Regions from separate parts of the Zea mays genome. Here regions 2, 3 and 4 are each linked to region 1. Evidence: chromatin contacts called from public Hi-C data. All regions are on one chromosome and are shown on one strand. The core of a region is the stretch at or near the end of the contact, and the rest is flanking DNA. Distances in the headings are between cores, read along the strand shown. Region 1 holds the start of LOC100282174 (para-hydroxybenzoate--polyprenyltransferase). Region 2 holds the start of LOC100286049 (zinc finger C-x8-C-x5-C-x3-H type family protein). Region 3 holds the start of LOC100286197. Region 4 holds the start of LOC100284871.

Evidence for each region. A called contact is a pair of places that touch in the nucleus more often than the background predicts.
Region 2: a contact with region 1 is called in a Hi-C map of leaf, with 3 times the contacts expected there. The contact joins the promoter of LOC100286049 here to the promoter of LOC100282174 in region 1. A contact is called at or near these places in 4 of 25 Hi-C or Micro-C datasets (ear, endosperm and leaf).
Region 3: a contact with region 1 is called in a Hi-C map of leaf, with 5 times the contacts expected there. The contact joins the promoter of LOC100286197 here to the promoter of LOC100282174 in region 1. A contact is called at or near these places in 3 of 25 Hi-C or Micro-C datasets (leaf, seedling and tassel).
Region 4: a Hi-C map of leaf shows a contact between it and region 1, with 8 times the contacts expected there. The contact joins the promoter of LOC100284871 here to the promoter of LOC100282174 in region 1. A contact is called at or near these places in 2 of 25 Hi-C or Micro-C datasets (endosperm and leaf).

Annotation. Positions count from the first base shown.
Region 1 is chr4:174,310,525-174,314,061 of Zm-B73-REFERENCE-NAM-5.0, forward strand. It overlaps LOC100282174 (para-hydroxybenzoate--polyprenyltransferase), which reads left to right and starts at 1,923. Exons shown (of 8, transcript NM_001155086.1): 1 at 1,923-2,575; 2 at 2,796-2,931; 3 at 3,433-3,537. The coding sequence starts at 2,157.
Region 2 is chr4:173,903,903-173,907,439 of Zm-B73-REFERENCE-NAM-5.0, forward strand. LOC100286049 (zinc finger C-x8-C-x5-C-x3-H type family protein) reads right to left here and starts at 1,836. Exons shown (of 3, transcript NM_001158937.2): 1 at 1,473-1,836; 2 at 912-1,022; 3 at 1-793. The coding sequence starts at 1,571.
Region 3 is chr4:174,620,275-174,623,811 of Zm-B73-REFERENCE-NAM-5.0, forward strand. LOC100286197 reads right to left here and starts at 1,630. Exons shown (of 11, transcript NM_001159085.1): 1 at 1,515-1,630; 2 at 526-706; 3 at 276-360. The coding sequence starts at 678.
Region 4 is chr4:174,593,584-174,597,120 of Zm-B73-REFERENCE-NAM-5.0, forward strand. LOC100284871 reads right to left here and starts at 1,607. Exons shown (of 7, transcript NM_001157766.2): 1 at 1,164-1,607; 2 at 931-1,012; 3 at 266-461. The coding sequence starts at 1,420. It also overlaps a transcript of LOC100286197 not described here.

The DNA.
Region 1 (3,537 bases), core at 673-3,172:
TGAATCCCTAGTCATTCACCTCGATAGTAAAGATCGGGTCTGTACAACCCAAGCTAGGAATGGATCACGACTCGTGGGTAAAGTGTGCAACCTCTACAGAGTGTTAGAAACTGGTATATCAGTCGTGCTCGCGGTTATGAGCAGCCTTGGGGGCTCCTTTGATTAGAGTAACTTTGGATACTATTATGATGATGCTTAACGATGATGACTATCTTTATGGTATTTGGTATTTCCTCTTGGAGGGAGTACTATTTGGGTTAATAACTTTGGTTTATTATTAAATTTGGCTTTCTACTAGTAATAAATATCCGACCAACTAAAAGCAACTACTTTAAGCTTAACTCCACATACAGCTAGTCCACTTTAGCCAAACGGAACATTTGTTAAGTACGTTGATGTATACTCACCCTTGCTTTAAAAATACCCAACCCCAGGTTGTTCCCATTACAACCAATGCTTAGGAGAAGATGAAGGCAACATGGAGGACTTTCAGGAGTTTCAGGACTTTGGCGAGTTCTAGTTGTGTTTAGTGGCAAACCCCCAGTCAGCTGCTTGTAAAGGTCTTATCGTACTACGTTTCGTTCAACACTTTGATTATGACTTAAGTTAATGACTCTGTGGATGTCTTGGACATCTCGATGTAATAAAATACTATTTCCGCTATTATTTTGAGCAATGTGTGATGATGTCCAACTATGTAATCGTTGTGTACGCGAATTTCTGATCCTGGCACGTACATAGTTCGTATTCGGTTTGCCTTCCAAAACCGGGTGTGACACGTGTCTAGCATTGTGCTAAATGAGTCGACAGTAAATGGGTTGTGCCCGTGTCGCCCGATAGGCTTGTACCTAAGCCCAAGCACAACCCATAACGAGGCCCATGTCTGCTTGGGCATGGTTACTATCATACTGTGTCAAAATGGTCGTGCCTCGTGCCGGCCATATAGCCCGGTCCATGTGGTTAGTGCTGAAAATATGGGTCGAGCTTTTTAGGCCAGCACCAAGCACGTCTAAAAATAGGAACTCAAAGCATGGCCCGGCACGAAATAACATAGATCAGGCTGGCACGACCCAAAGGCGGACCTCGACCGGGCCTCAAATCCTGGTTCGTCAGCCCCTGGCACGGCCCGCACACATAGGCTGGGCTTGGACCGGCACGGTCTAATAAAACCTATATTGTTTAATTTCTTTAATTTAGTGAGCTATAGACTTTATATTGTTGTAATATTTGTACTTTATGGGTTAATTGACGCTATCATTGTCTGATAGCTTTAATTTAGTAAGTTATGAACTTTATGTGATTATAATATTTGGATTTATGTAGTTCAAATATGGGTTGGGAGCTCAATAAAGACACGACGTGCTTTAGCGTCAGGTTAGGCCATTGTTTCTATTCTTTAGACGGGCACGGAAACAGCTCAAAAAATTTAAGTCTTATTAGCTCGAACTTATTTGATATAAAGCACGATGGGCTTAGGCCATGCCGGGCCCACCCGGCCCAATTTCTGTAGTGGTCACCTATATTTGTCGTAGATTGTATGTAGATTGTATGCAGTTTGGTGGTCCTGTACAGACATGTACTAGATACTACACATAAGTAGGTAGAAGTAGATTGAATGAATATATAATTCAGCTGCCAGCAAGATACAGCTTCAGTACCTATCTTGCTCTGCTGACTGCTGGGCAACAACATGAGCACGCAGATTCTTTTCCTAAATGCTTCTAAACAAAACAACGCAGCATACTCCATGGATCTGAGAGTTTTGCTCAGTTATCGGCAGGCAGCTGCACATCACTGATCTGAGAGTTTTGCTCGCATCGCAGTCGCAGGGGTCGTCTTCTTCTCCGATGATATTTGCTCACGTACCACTGAACCCAGACGGACTCTTGTAACCAAATGTTTCATTGATGGTCAAAAAGCCCATCAGAAACAGACATAAACATTTGGGCCGGGCCCTCCCTTTGCCTCTCCCTCCCTCCATAGGCCCTAGCCCATAGCCCCGTCGTCGCAATCGCAGTCGCCACCCGCCGCCGTTCCGCCGGCAAGCCGTCCGTCTCCGCCGCCCGCCCCATCCAGGAGAAGCCTGCCACCAGAACATTCAACTGGCCTTCGTTGGAAATCCGTCCGTTCCCCACAACTGAACTGACAGGCCACCCATGGCGCTGCTCCGCGCCGCCGTATCCGAGCTCCGCCGCCGGGGCCGCGGGGCTCTTACCCCTCTCCCGGCGCTGTCATCTCTCCTCTCCTCGCTGTCTCCCCGGAGCCCAGCCTCCACCCGCCCCGAGCCTAATAACCCCCACGCCGACCGGCGTCACGTCATCGCGCTCCGCCGGTGCCCGCCGCTCCCGGCGTCGGCCGTCCTCGCCCCCGAGCTGCTCCACGCCAGGGGTCTCCTCCCGAGGCACTGGTCGCACGCCTCACCGCTCTCCACCTCCTCCTCCTCTTCCAGACCCGCGGACAAGGCGCAGCTCACGTGGGTGGACAAGTGGATCCCGGAGGCGGCGCGGCCGTACGCCATGCTCGCCCGCCTCGACAAACCCATTGGGACCTGGCTCCTCGCCTGGCCCTGCATGTGGTACGCCTTTCTTTCTTCTTCCGCTGATTCTCGATTGAATACTCTGCATCGTCATGCCTCGCTCACTGCATAGGTGAGACGGTGTCTCATTCAATTAGTTCATGCTTCCAACACTCCAACTAACTGAAAAAAAAAACAGAAAAGTTCACTATTGCTTTACGAAAGATGAAATTGAAAAGCTGTTCTGTGTTGAAGAAAATATCAGACCTTTGCTTCACAGGTCGATCACAATAGCAGCAATGCCAGGGGATTTGCCAGACTTGAAAATGCTGGCACTCTTCGGATGTGGAGCTGTCCTTCTCAGGGGGGCTGGTTGCACGGTGAATGATCTTCTGGATCGCGACATTGATAATAAGGTGATTTTGCTTCCTTTTGATGTTCTGATTTCTGATGGCGCCTCGCACTTAAACTAAACCAAGCACAAAATTAGTTGATCAATGGAAAAAAAAACTGTTAGGTCCCGTTTGTTTCCTTTCATTTTGAGGAATTGGAATCTTACTAATGGAATAGGCTATTTTTTTAGGATGTGACATTCCACCACTTTTCAAATATCATATAAGCTTATCTCAAATTCATGGGGTGAGAAATGAAAATTGATTCTATAGATTTGCATACTATTTTTCCGATGTACAACTTATAACACACTCTTTTATTTGCTTCGCTATAACATAAATGTAGTATATAAATATCTCCCTCATATGATTTAGTGTAATATACAAATATATTACATATATAAATATATGAACTTAATTAGTTTTGTCTAAATTATAATTATTAAAATGGAATTGAATTCCAACGAAACAAACGGGGCCTTATGGACGTTACATGCCTTTATCTGGTGCCATATTTCTCCATAGGTTGAGCGCACCAGAAGTAGGCCTTTTGCCTCAGGAGTGCTTACTCCTTTACAGGGAGTGGGCTTCCTTGGAATTCAGCTTCTATTGGGACTGGGCATTCTTCTA
Region 2 (3,537 bases), core at 586-3,085, 410 kb before region 1:
CATGCCTGCCCAGGGCTTCAGCCGACCTTGAATTATTATTGGACTTTCTTTGCTTCAGTAGCCTATGGCGCAGATCCGAACTGCCGGCAGCCACAGAGGGGATATGCTCTCTCTGGGGAATCCTTTTCTCTGACGAAGACCTCTCTGCTGAATTTCTGTATGACCTTTCTGGTTCATAGCCACCATGTGTTTGCCTCGTCATCCCTCCAGCACCATTAAAACCGGCAGTTACACAAGAACCGGCGGATGGTTCTCTCGCAAATTCGCCAGCCTCCATACCATTGTCGGTTAAGCCATCTCGGGCTGAAGGCTGAGGCTGGTAACGCTTTGGTGCACCGGGCTGTGCATAAGAACTACTGTGATTCTGATAAACTACTCTTGATGGGTTTTCGGTCCTACTCGTCAGATTTTCCTTGTGATGAAGCGGTTTACCATCATGATAAGTGCTGGCCTTTGGCTTGTCAACTACGGCTACTGCAGGAGCACTCAAGTTGGGTTTTGTCCACGAGTTGTTCAACGGTGGATGGAGATTAGGCTGCAAGGCAGGGGTGGTGAAGACCTTGGCCGGAGGCTGTGGAGCAGGGTTTCCAGCAGACCGGGGCGCATGCAGAAAGGCACACCTGTCCCCTTTCGTGCACATGCCCTTCTGAAAGTAATAGCATGGAACACCCTGCTTGGCAGTGGCAGGAACAGATCCCTGGGGCTGAGCTGGAACAGAAGCTGAAGCTTGATGGGGTACAGACTGTTGAGCTGGACGTGGAGTCGTTGGTGCTCCGGCCATGTTGTCTAATGGCTGGGGGAAAAAAGAAGATAGAAGCAGAGTGAAGCATCGTCATGCTTGTGTTACGTAATAAGCAATCATGGCATTTGTGTTTGCATTGAAGAGAGCGGAGGATGGACGGAGGACGCACCGGGTGCCTAAAGGAGCATTTAGGATTTGCGCAGTTGCCATGGAACCAATACCAGCAGTCCCTGGGATTCATCCTCGCAGCATCGCTATGACGGTACTCGCATTCACTTCCCTGCATGCAAGACAACATGTGAGTGATGCAGGTATGTAAGCGAGGTGAGTCCAACTCAAGCTCAACTAACAAGTACTACTAGGGTAGGCTAGGAGTTACAAAAATTGAAGTGTCTGCCATGGCTATGGATCTGGAAATGATGCAGGTGGCGATGGCAGCGGAGCGTTGAAAGGAACTACGTACGCATGCGATGCCTGCGACGAACTGCTTAAAGAGATCTATAGCATGAGATTCCGAAAGGAACAAGGAAAGTAAGGTGGGGATCCAGATCGAAGGCTAGGGTATGCTAGGTGGCGAACATGGCATGCATCTGGTCCTGGAGGAGGAGGCGAAGAGAGATGCTGTGGCGCATCTTCTATAATTCAAGGGAGCGAGCAACATGTTATCGCAGAAGAATTAAGAGAAGATAGAAGGGGCTAGGCCTGGGGAAGTAGCAGGAGTAGGTGGTACCTTTTTGCAGGTCAACGGGGAGGCGAGGAAGTAGATGCAGTCGGTGCTCCGGCGGCGGCGCGCCTCCTCCTCGTCGGGTCGCGCGGCGGCTGAATCCATAGCTGAAGATTAAGGGTTGGAGGCAGGCGAAGTCTATAAGAGGGGATCGATTGTTTCGGGTGAGAAGGATGGATCTGCTGCAGCTTTTTGGGTTGGTTGTGGTTGCGGTCGCGAGCTCTCAGATCAGCTTCCTGAACGAACCCCCAGCTCAAGGCAAGGGGGTGGGAGGAGGGAGGGGAGGGGATCCCAATCTGCCAAGCCAGCCCTGCACCGGCTGCTACTCTCTCACTCTAGTCTCTGCTCAACAGTGCCGTGTCGTCTTGTGTGGTCTGGTTGATGCCTGATTCAGTGACACTTTGGACTAATAAATAACTTTCGTTATGATGGGATATGTGTTGGATATACGTCGATAATAAAGATTCAATCTCTTATTCAAACTTTCATAGATTATGGTCCATGAAACATTCAGAGTACTAATAGATCATAAGTGTTGACAATCCATCAGTAAATTGCATCGTCACCGTAGTAGATCATAGATGACGGCCCCGCCAATATTGTCGGGGGAGGGTGAAAGTCTACTTGAAGGCATGTTCAGTTGCAAGGGGATTAAATCTCCTATTTAAATTTTGACTACAAAGGAATTTAATCTCCTCCAATCATCTTCATTTCCCCCTAACCAAGCCCTGAGGGGATTGGACCCTTGTGGCTTTGGTGCGACGGCGGTGATATCACGGCGCCGAGTTTTGACAGCCTGCCTGGAGGCCAAATCAGCTATACCTTCTGAAGATGACGGCCACAACGAAAAAGGCCTCCTAGAAGTCGAGATCCTTGTCAGCGTTAGTCACCCTATCTAGTTCCAAGCCTCACCTTGACCTACGCAAGGTCAAGATGCCCCCATGGGGCACCCTCGACCTAGCGATCTGGGCGCGGAATGTCGGAGGAGTGTAGTGTGTTGCCCGAGGGCATCTTGTGCAACGACAATGAAATTAGCGATGTCAGATCAACACTATTGCTTGGCCTCCGGACCCACGATTGGGCCTAGGGGTTGTAGAGTAGCGTTTGGGCAATTGTTGGGGCTACCTAAAGTCAAGGGGACGACGATCGTCGTGGAGTAAGCAGGACAGACCTACCCTTGCTACTGAAGAGGCAACTCAATGCTTCCCCTTTTAGCTTGGCATTGGGCCACCGGAGTTCTGGGCATTAGAGGCGCCCAACTGTTGTGAAGGCATGTCATGGGGACGTTGTCATGCATGGATGGTGCTCCCCCAACTAGGGGTAGTGCTCCTGCTCCATCAGGGCAAAGGTAGAAGAGATGGGACCACCAAAGCAGACTGATGGATGCGGGAGTGCAAACTTGGCGAGGATGTTGATCGTGGTTGTGAGATGCGATGTCGGAGTGGTTACCGTGGTCATCGCTAATAGACTCAGACTCACGGTTGGCCATGGAGATGCTACATCAACATGCCAAATGTGGTCCCTATCTGGCACACCAGTTGTCGTCATCTAACCGTTAGGGATACAAGAAAGTACCCCCACCCCGTTTAGGTTCTACAAGGGTTTAGCGTTGTTGCGATATCAACACTGGTGACCGGTTGGGCCCTATCCGGATAATTCAAGAGAGAACACGTTGAACACGTGGACACCGCAAGGGAAACAACAGATGTAGAGGGGTTTGTGTTGCCGGAGCGTAATACCCTACGTCCTCTTTTGGGTGGTTTTTATTGCTGGGAAATGACTAGGTGTCGAGCACGAAGATGATTATGAGAGTGTGAGAGCAGGAAAGTCAAAGTGTGAAATCGTGAAAAAGGAGTCCAAAAGGAAGTACTTGTAGCAGGGGCACCCTCTCCCTTCTATATCCCAAGGGAGATGAGGTTACAGCTGATAAGTGGGGGCCAGACTAGCAGGCTGACCCAATCTATTTTAATGGACATCTTGTAGACATTAGTCTGTAGTCTTGTCAAAATGTTGTCTGCACATCATGGATGACCCAGTACATGGCAGGTAATGGCGCATGTCATCCATGCCA
Region 3 (3,537 bases), core at 380-2,879, 310 kb after region 1:
CTATTTGCTATCTCATCTACCAATCAATAAACCACGTCATAGAATATGCAAACTTGTAGAAAAATGATCACTGCACATACAAAAGAAATGCATATCACTACTATATGCATGTATCTTTTGAGACATTTCTTATACACAAATGGTTTGTTCAAAAAGAAATACAAATGCGCCTATAGTTTTTCACTCTGTGTCTAAAGTAACCAAACGACTAGTTGAACAAAAGATGTCACACTAAAAGTACTAATAAAGTAGGTGCAAGTTTAAGATCAATTTACCAGCATATGGTTTGCTAGGTTTCGCAAAAGGATGCAAGTGATCGAGTGGGACCAATGGACCCCACAGCCTCCGTGGTCGAGGCCTCTGCCAAAAAAAAAGGAAGCATAGATGAAGATTTTAGACATATAATCGACAATTGCAATGAAAATAGGTGTCCAACGTAACCTCAGTAAACACAGCTTCCTTCATTATAAAACTAAGGAAAGCTGAGAATTCGATATTTTGACATGGTCAGAGCATGTGAATTACCAGTCCAAATGGAAGGATATCGTCCATGTGCATGCTGTAATTTGTAATGCCCCCAGCTGAATAATTAGCAATAAAAAGGTGCACGAGCAGCGATAGCATCGACAGCACGATGCCAATGGTTGTGGCCAACTTAAACTTGCTTTTGAGCAGCATTTTATTTCATTACTCTAACCTCCAAATCCTGGTGAAGAAGTAACTATTAGACATCTCCACAGAACTATATCAGGTGCCAACAAATCACAAGTGAAAAAAGGGGCATGGTTGTGCACATTTATTTAGCAAAGAAAAGAGCCCAGAACCTATGGGGGTACACAGTAACCACTACAAAGTAGTAGCAAAGGGCTAACCAAAAAAAAACATAGCAGCACGACTTGCCTCAATGGCACAGTGCCCCCAATCTAGGCAGCTCCTGCGTGCAGCTGCACCGGGCACCTCACACAGCCACACACCAAATAGTCGCAGCAGGAGAAGCGTGTCTAGAAGGATCTGTCAATCCCGGATCCATATTCGACAACTTGATGGGGATTTTGGTGGAAAGCGCGAGACCAGGGCTTTGGATCCTGAGCAATTCAGACTCAGTGCAGCATGCTGATGTGTGGGGCAACCCGGTCTCATATGGCTCAGTGAGCTAGGCCGCTACTGCTATGCAATCAAGTATTCAAGTTGAGTAAAGCCCCAACGCTGCTAACTGGCTGGAAGAAGCCCAGGAAAGCCGGAAGGCGGTCGATGTGTGTTCTACGACTACGAACTGCTAACTAACTACTGCTAAATTGGTATAGAACGTCAATCAATAGCCACCGCGAATCCACCCACACAAGCATAGCTAACGCGTCCCGCAAACCGTAGATGCCACCGAATGCAGGGCGGCGGAGCAAAGTTTGGCGGCGAGAAAAGCTCGCGGGAGCAAACTGCTACAGCAGTCGAATCGAATCTCAGCACGAGTGCAGGGGCTGGGGTTCTACGTGCCAGCCAGGGTGTGTGTTCCTTACCGGGTAGAGGAGGAGGTGCGAATCGATCACCGGGCGAGCGGATCTCCGACCCTAGCCCTATGGCGTGGCCGCCGTGGCGTGATCGGCGCGGGGGAAGGAGAAAGGCGGTGGTGGGTGAGAGTGGAAGTGAGGCGAGAGGGCGAGCAGAGTAGCAGACCACGGCCCAAGCCTGCTGGGGTGGCCGGGCCACCCGAATTTTTTTTGTATTTTAGCCCTTAAACAGAAGTAAAATCATGTTTAGACCTAAAAAAATTTTAAATGTAGTTCCATAGCCTGTGGCGCCGAGCTTACACAGCTCGGCGCCACAGCCTATGGCGCCGAGCTGTGACGTGGCCGCAACGGCTAGTTGCGTCCAGGGCTGATCTGGCTCTGACGTGGCGGCGGCGCGGCCTCGTAGCTCGGCGCCACAGATCTTGGCGCCGAGCTACGAATTCCTATAAAAACGCCCGCGCGGCTGGCCGAGACCAGCTCATTTCATCCCATTTCCAAACTTCGTCAAAATTTCCTGGATTCAAAGATTTGAGTTGGTTCACTTCGTAGACCAAGGTATGATTTCCAACTGATTCCTTTTGTATATTAGGTTGTTAGTTTAATAATTTGTATACATCTATTATATTATCATTTCGATTATTAGTTTGTGTAAACTTATTATAAAGCATAATAGGTATAAGTGATAATTATAATCGTTTATTAGATGAAAGACATGGACCGAGAGGCGTTGTGGCAGAAGAGATGTCGTCCTCGGGAGTTATATCCGGACGTATCTAGTAAGGATGCTCCTGTTCCTCCTGAACTCCCCGTGCCTAACTGTGACTGTGGCAGACTGGCTTGGGTACATCAATCACAACATCCAGACACGGCTGCTCGCTGCTACTACCTTTGTGGCACTTTGGACGTACGTAGCTTATGACTTATCACTTAATTTTGTTCGCGTTCATTATTTTGTAGATATGTAATAGTGCATCTTTCCATTATTTTAGGGACATCAGAAGTGTTTCTTTTTCCAGTGGATCGATGGTCCTGATAAATTTGACCCTCGATATCTTCTTTTCGTTAATTGGTTGAGTGGAAAGACCAGTCATGAGCGTTTTAAGCGTTGGGTACCTCCTCCCCCGAATCCTCCACCAATGACGGATGCGGAGAAGGAGGTAGCAACAGAAAGACGGATGGACTCACCGCCTCGATGCGATTGTGGAGACCGTGCTGTCATCGACGAAGACTATGACAAGCAGTTCTGTTGCCCGAACATTGATTATGTGAGCCCATTGATACGCTAAATGTATGAACTAGTTTTTATTTACAATAAATTACTAATTTTTTCTCTTGCAGCCATACGGGTGGCGTAAGTGTCGTTTCAAAGAGTGGTTGTATGGTCCTTTGTCCCATTGGCCAGAGCCAGAGGTAAAGGAAAAGAGATACATGGGGTGGGCGGCAAAAGAGGTCAAATTTGATCCAGTACTCTGCAAATGTGGTATTGAAGCTAAGTATGGATTAGTTCCTTCGGAGCTTGGTGTTGGATATTTTTGTGGACATATGGTCAATTACGATGAGGTTGGTATTTTTTTTGCACCAGATGTAATGTTATAGCGGTACTTACTATTTTTTTTGTAGGAGACGAGGAAATGCAGTTGGGAGAGTTACGACGACAAAGGAGAGGTGATGCGCACAATAGAGTCCAAGAGAATAATGGGACAGAAGATGCGTTGTGGATCTCGGCTCGTTGATTCGTACATTAAATGGCAACGGTTGAGCTGATGGAGGAGGAGGACGACGACACATCTAGATTGAGTGAGCTCATCGTCCTCGCAGAGGCAGGATTACATGAAGAAGAGGAGGACGACACGTCAAGGTTGAGTGAGCTCATCGCACTAGCTGAGGCAGGATTACGTGCTCAAGAGGAAGAGGATGAGTTTATGTCACAGGCCGCCGCAGAGGTAGAGGCAGCTTATTACAAGAAGAAGTCTGATGAGGCTGAGGCTGAAGATGAGCTATTCTCCCAAGCTGCAGATGAAGCAGAAGCCAA
Region 4 (3,537 bases), core at 357-2,856, 280 kb after region 1:
AAGAATGAGTTGGGAGATACATAGATAGACTGCATTTCATGATGGTAACATGCTGGCAGAACTCAGTTTCGTGTCATTGAGTGTAGTGTTATTCCTAACAAACAACTAAGAAGACACATATAACAATCAAATTGCGGTATGTGCTATGTGGGCGATAATTCTGCGTACACCTCAGTTCTAATTTATCGTTTTTAAGATCACGCTAAGCACAGAGCTTGCTCATGAAGAATATAGCTGTACACTAGACATCATAAAAATCACACACCTACAGGTATGAAGGTATAGTCTGCAATCCTCTTTTCAATTACTCGAATAACCTTGTCCCTTCCTCTTTGAAGAAACATGCCCGAACTTGTCCGGACCCTGCTGTCCTTGCTTTTACCAGTAGTGCTGTCGACAACTGTTGATTTTACCATGTGAGGCTTGGCCAATCCAATTAGGTATTCACACTCTTCCTTAGACTAAGGAAAAGAACAAAGTATCAGCAATCAGCTTAGTCAGAGAATCATTGACATCCGGTTATGAACTAAAAGTTATTAAAAGGTTCCATGTTGGGGGGTGGGGGTGAGGAGAAGCAGTTAATAAATAGCGACTACATAGATGGTACAGTATGCAAACAATTGAACACATACATAACATCTAAGATCTTTTTCCTAAATAAACTGTACAAATGGAATTGCATAACCAAGCAGGTCAACCTAAACACGGTATTTATTAAGTCAAGTGTACTCACAATAAAACTGGAATGCAGTACACACAATTGCTAAGTTCATAGTGAAGTCATAATTATTCTGTTCCCAGATCCAACTGTACTACCACACAACTCATGATTCTATCCAACCTGGTCATGAGAACCAGATGACGCGAAGAACATCAAACAGAAGAGCAAGCAGGCACAGACAGAGAGACCGCGGTGGTGGCATTGCTTACCAGGAAGTTGTGGTAGACGAATGCCCTTGGCTCCCACGAGATGACCTCGGTCCACTGCGCGCCGCGCTCTCCCAGCCCCTCCCTGCTCGCAACCAACCAACCAACCAACAGCAGCAGCGACGATCAGGATCAGCAGCGGATGGAGCCAAATCTGAAGGAGCGACAGCAGGCGGGGAAGGAAATGCGAGGGCCCGAGACGTGACGGAGTAAGGATCACATCAGTCGTGACTCACCCCAGGTCCCGGCGGGCGCGGGGGCGCGCGGGGCGGGTGTCGGCGGATTCGGTCTCCCCTCCGGCTGTGGTGGTGGCGGCGGCGTTCGGCGCTGACACGGGGAGCGAGAAGACGCCGAAGGCGATGAGCGCGAGGAGGGCGGCGGAGACGAGGAGCAGGGCCGTGAGGGCGACAGCGTACGGCGAGGCGCGGCCGCCGCGGGTCGGGAAGACGCGCGGCGGGCGGATCCCCCGCATGAGCGGGCGCGACGGCGCCATGGGGCGGGCGGATCTCCCGCGCGGGAGATCACAGGTGGGTGGTGTGGGGGAGGGAGGGAGCGGAGAGACGGTCGGGTCGCTTTCTGGCCCCTCCGCTTCGGGTTCCACTGCCTTCGTTTTCTTCGCGGGCGCGGAAAAGGGTGGGTGTGGGGCGGTGCAGCCGTCTCTCCGTCCGTGCCGCGGATTTGTCTCCGTCCGTGCCTGCCCAATGCCAAAACCGGGGGCCGCCGCACCACCGCCTCCGCATCAGGTTCAGTTCAGGTGGTGACTGTTGACTGCGGGACGACTGTCTCCACCTGTAACGTATCCCGTGGTCACGGAGCTTATGTGCTCATACAATCACTTTTGACCACCTTTGTTGTGCCGCGCCCGGCATGTCTCTTCTATGTGTCACTACTACACTCACCCCTGAATAAAAAATGAATGCATCAGATTTAAAATGCTCATATGAGCACAAGAGCTCCATAAACACAGGATACATTCCCATCTCCATAATTCATATTCATCTCTATATTAGTTCTTCGCGTTCTCCTCTAAAAAAAATCTCTCTTCTATATCTACATCCTTTTCAACATCCTATATATCTCTTCCTCTATACGTAAATACATAAATTAAAGATATATTTTATTTTTAATTTTTATACGTATATATTTGTTATATCTTGTTATATCTCGTTCTCTATACGTAAATACATAAATTAGAGATATATTTTATTTTTAATTTTGTACGTATGTATTTGTTATATGTTATACTCTCAAGTATATTATATATAGTTTAGTTTTACTAAATGTGTTATTTAAAATATTAAATGGATAGAGAAAAGTAAAGAGAAACTTTATATACAAAGGATGTAGCACTGTCTTCTAATTTAAATTTAGAGAACACCACTGGATATAACGAGAATCTCCTCTAAAATTTTAGAGTACAGGACGTACGTTTTACTGTGCCTGCTGGAGAGAGTCTAAACAGCTGTGTTGCTTGTTGCCGCACTCGAGCTAGCAACACTGAGCTGTGCTGCTTGATCGACTACGTCAAATCTTTCGTTGCAGTGTGTGATAGAAAGGTACTACCTCCGATTTTTTTATATTTGATGTTTCTTGATATAAAATTGAACAAAATTAAACTATTCAGCGTTAAATAAAATAAAAAATGAAGGTAGTAAAATTTATGATCATCTACTTAGGCCATTCTTTTTTTTAACGAGAAACTTTCTCTGCTTTTAGGAAAGCATATAGAGTTCAAATACAACCAAAAACACACGCACACTCAGCTGGGGATACCAGTTTACGCAAGACGCTAGAGAGCCTAACCTAACCCAACCACCTGTCGAGGCAGGTAACCAGCCCTCATGGCGGAAGCCACAAGCCAGAGCACCAAGACTACTACCCCTCAGGCTAGCTTCAACAAGGTTATGTAAACGGTACTAAATCCTACATTTATCGTGTCCCAGCTTCCTTTATACCTCCAACAAGGTCTGGTATAACGTGCTCTAAATTTTAGCGTTCGCTGGTGAAGTGCTAAATGTGGCGGACGAGCTGCGTCCTCTATACGCTAGTCGATCGTCCCTGCGCACTCACAGTGGGATCCCGAGGAGATTTGTTTCATAGAGAAGTTTTACTTTTTATGTTTTCTGTGCATGCTCTACGCATGTGACAAAAAAGCGATAAAAAATGAAGTGTGAAAGTTTAATTTCAGTACAAACGAACAGAATTCTGTTTGCGTGTACAGTAAGTTGTCAAAATTGTCATAGTGACCAATGTTAATTACTTTTTTTGAAATAGGTACGGTAGGTCAAATTCAAATTATATGCAAAAGGTAGAACAAATATTGTAGTTTATGGATTTTGTTAACGTTGTAGATATAGAGGACCGAATTTAGGGGACGTTGCTGGAGATGAAGAAGATATAGAGAATAAAATTTTTTAGAGAGTGTTGAGAGAATATTCCTTTAAAAAACCAAATTTAGAGGACGTTGCTGCAGACAGTCTCATATGGTGTTTCACACATAACAGAAATAGAAGATGATACAAAACAAAAACATCGCCCACCATGGAAGCCCACATATCCAGCATCCCAGGACCTCGGATCACACCGACATCAATATGTCAACCGTGACAT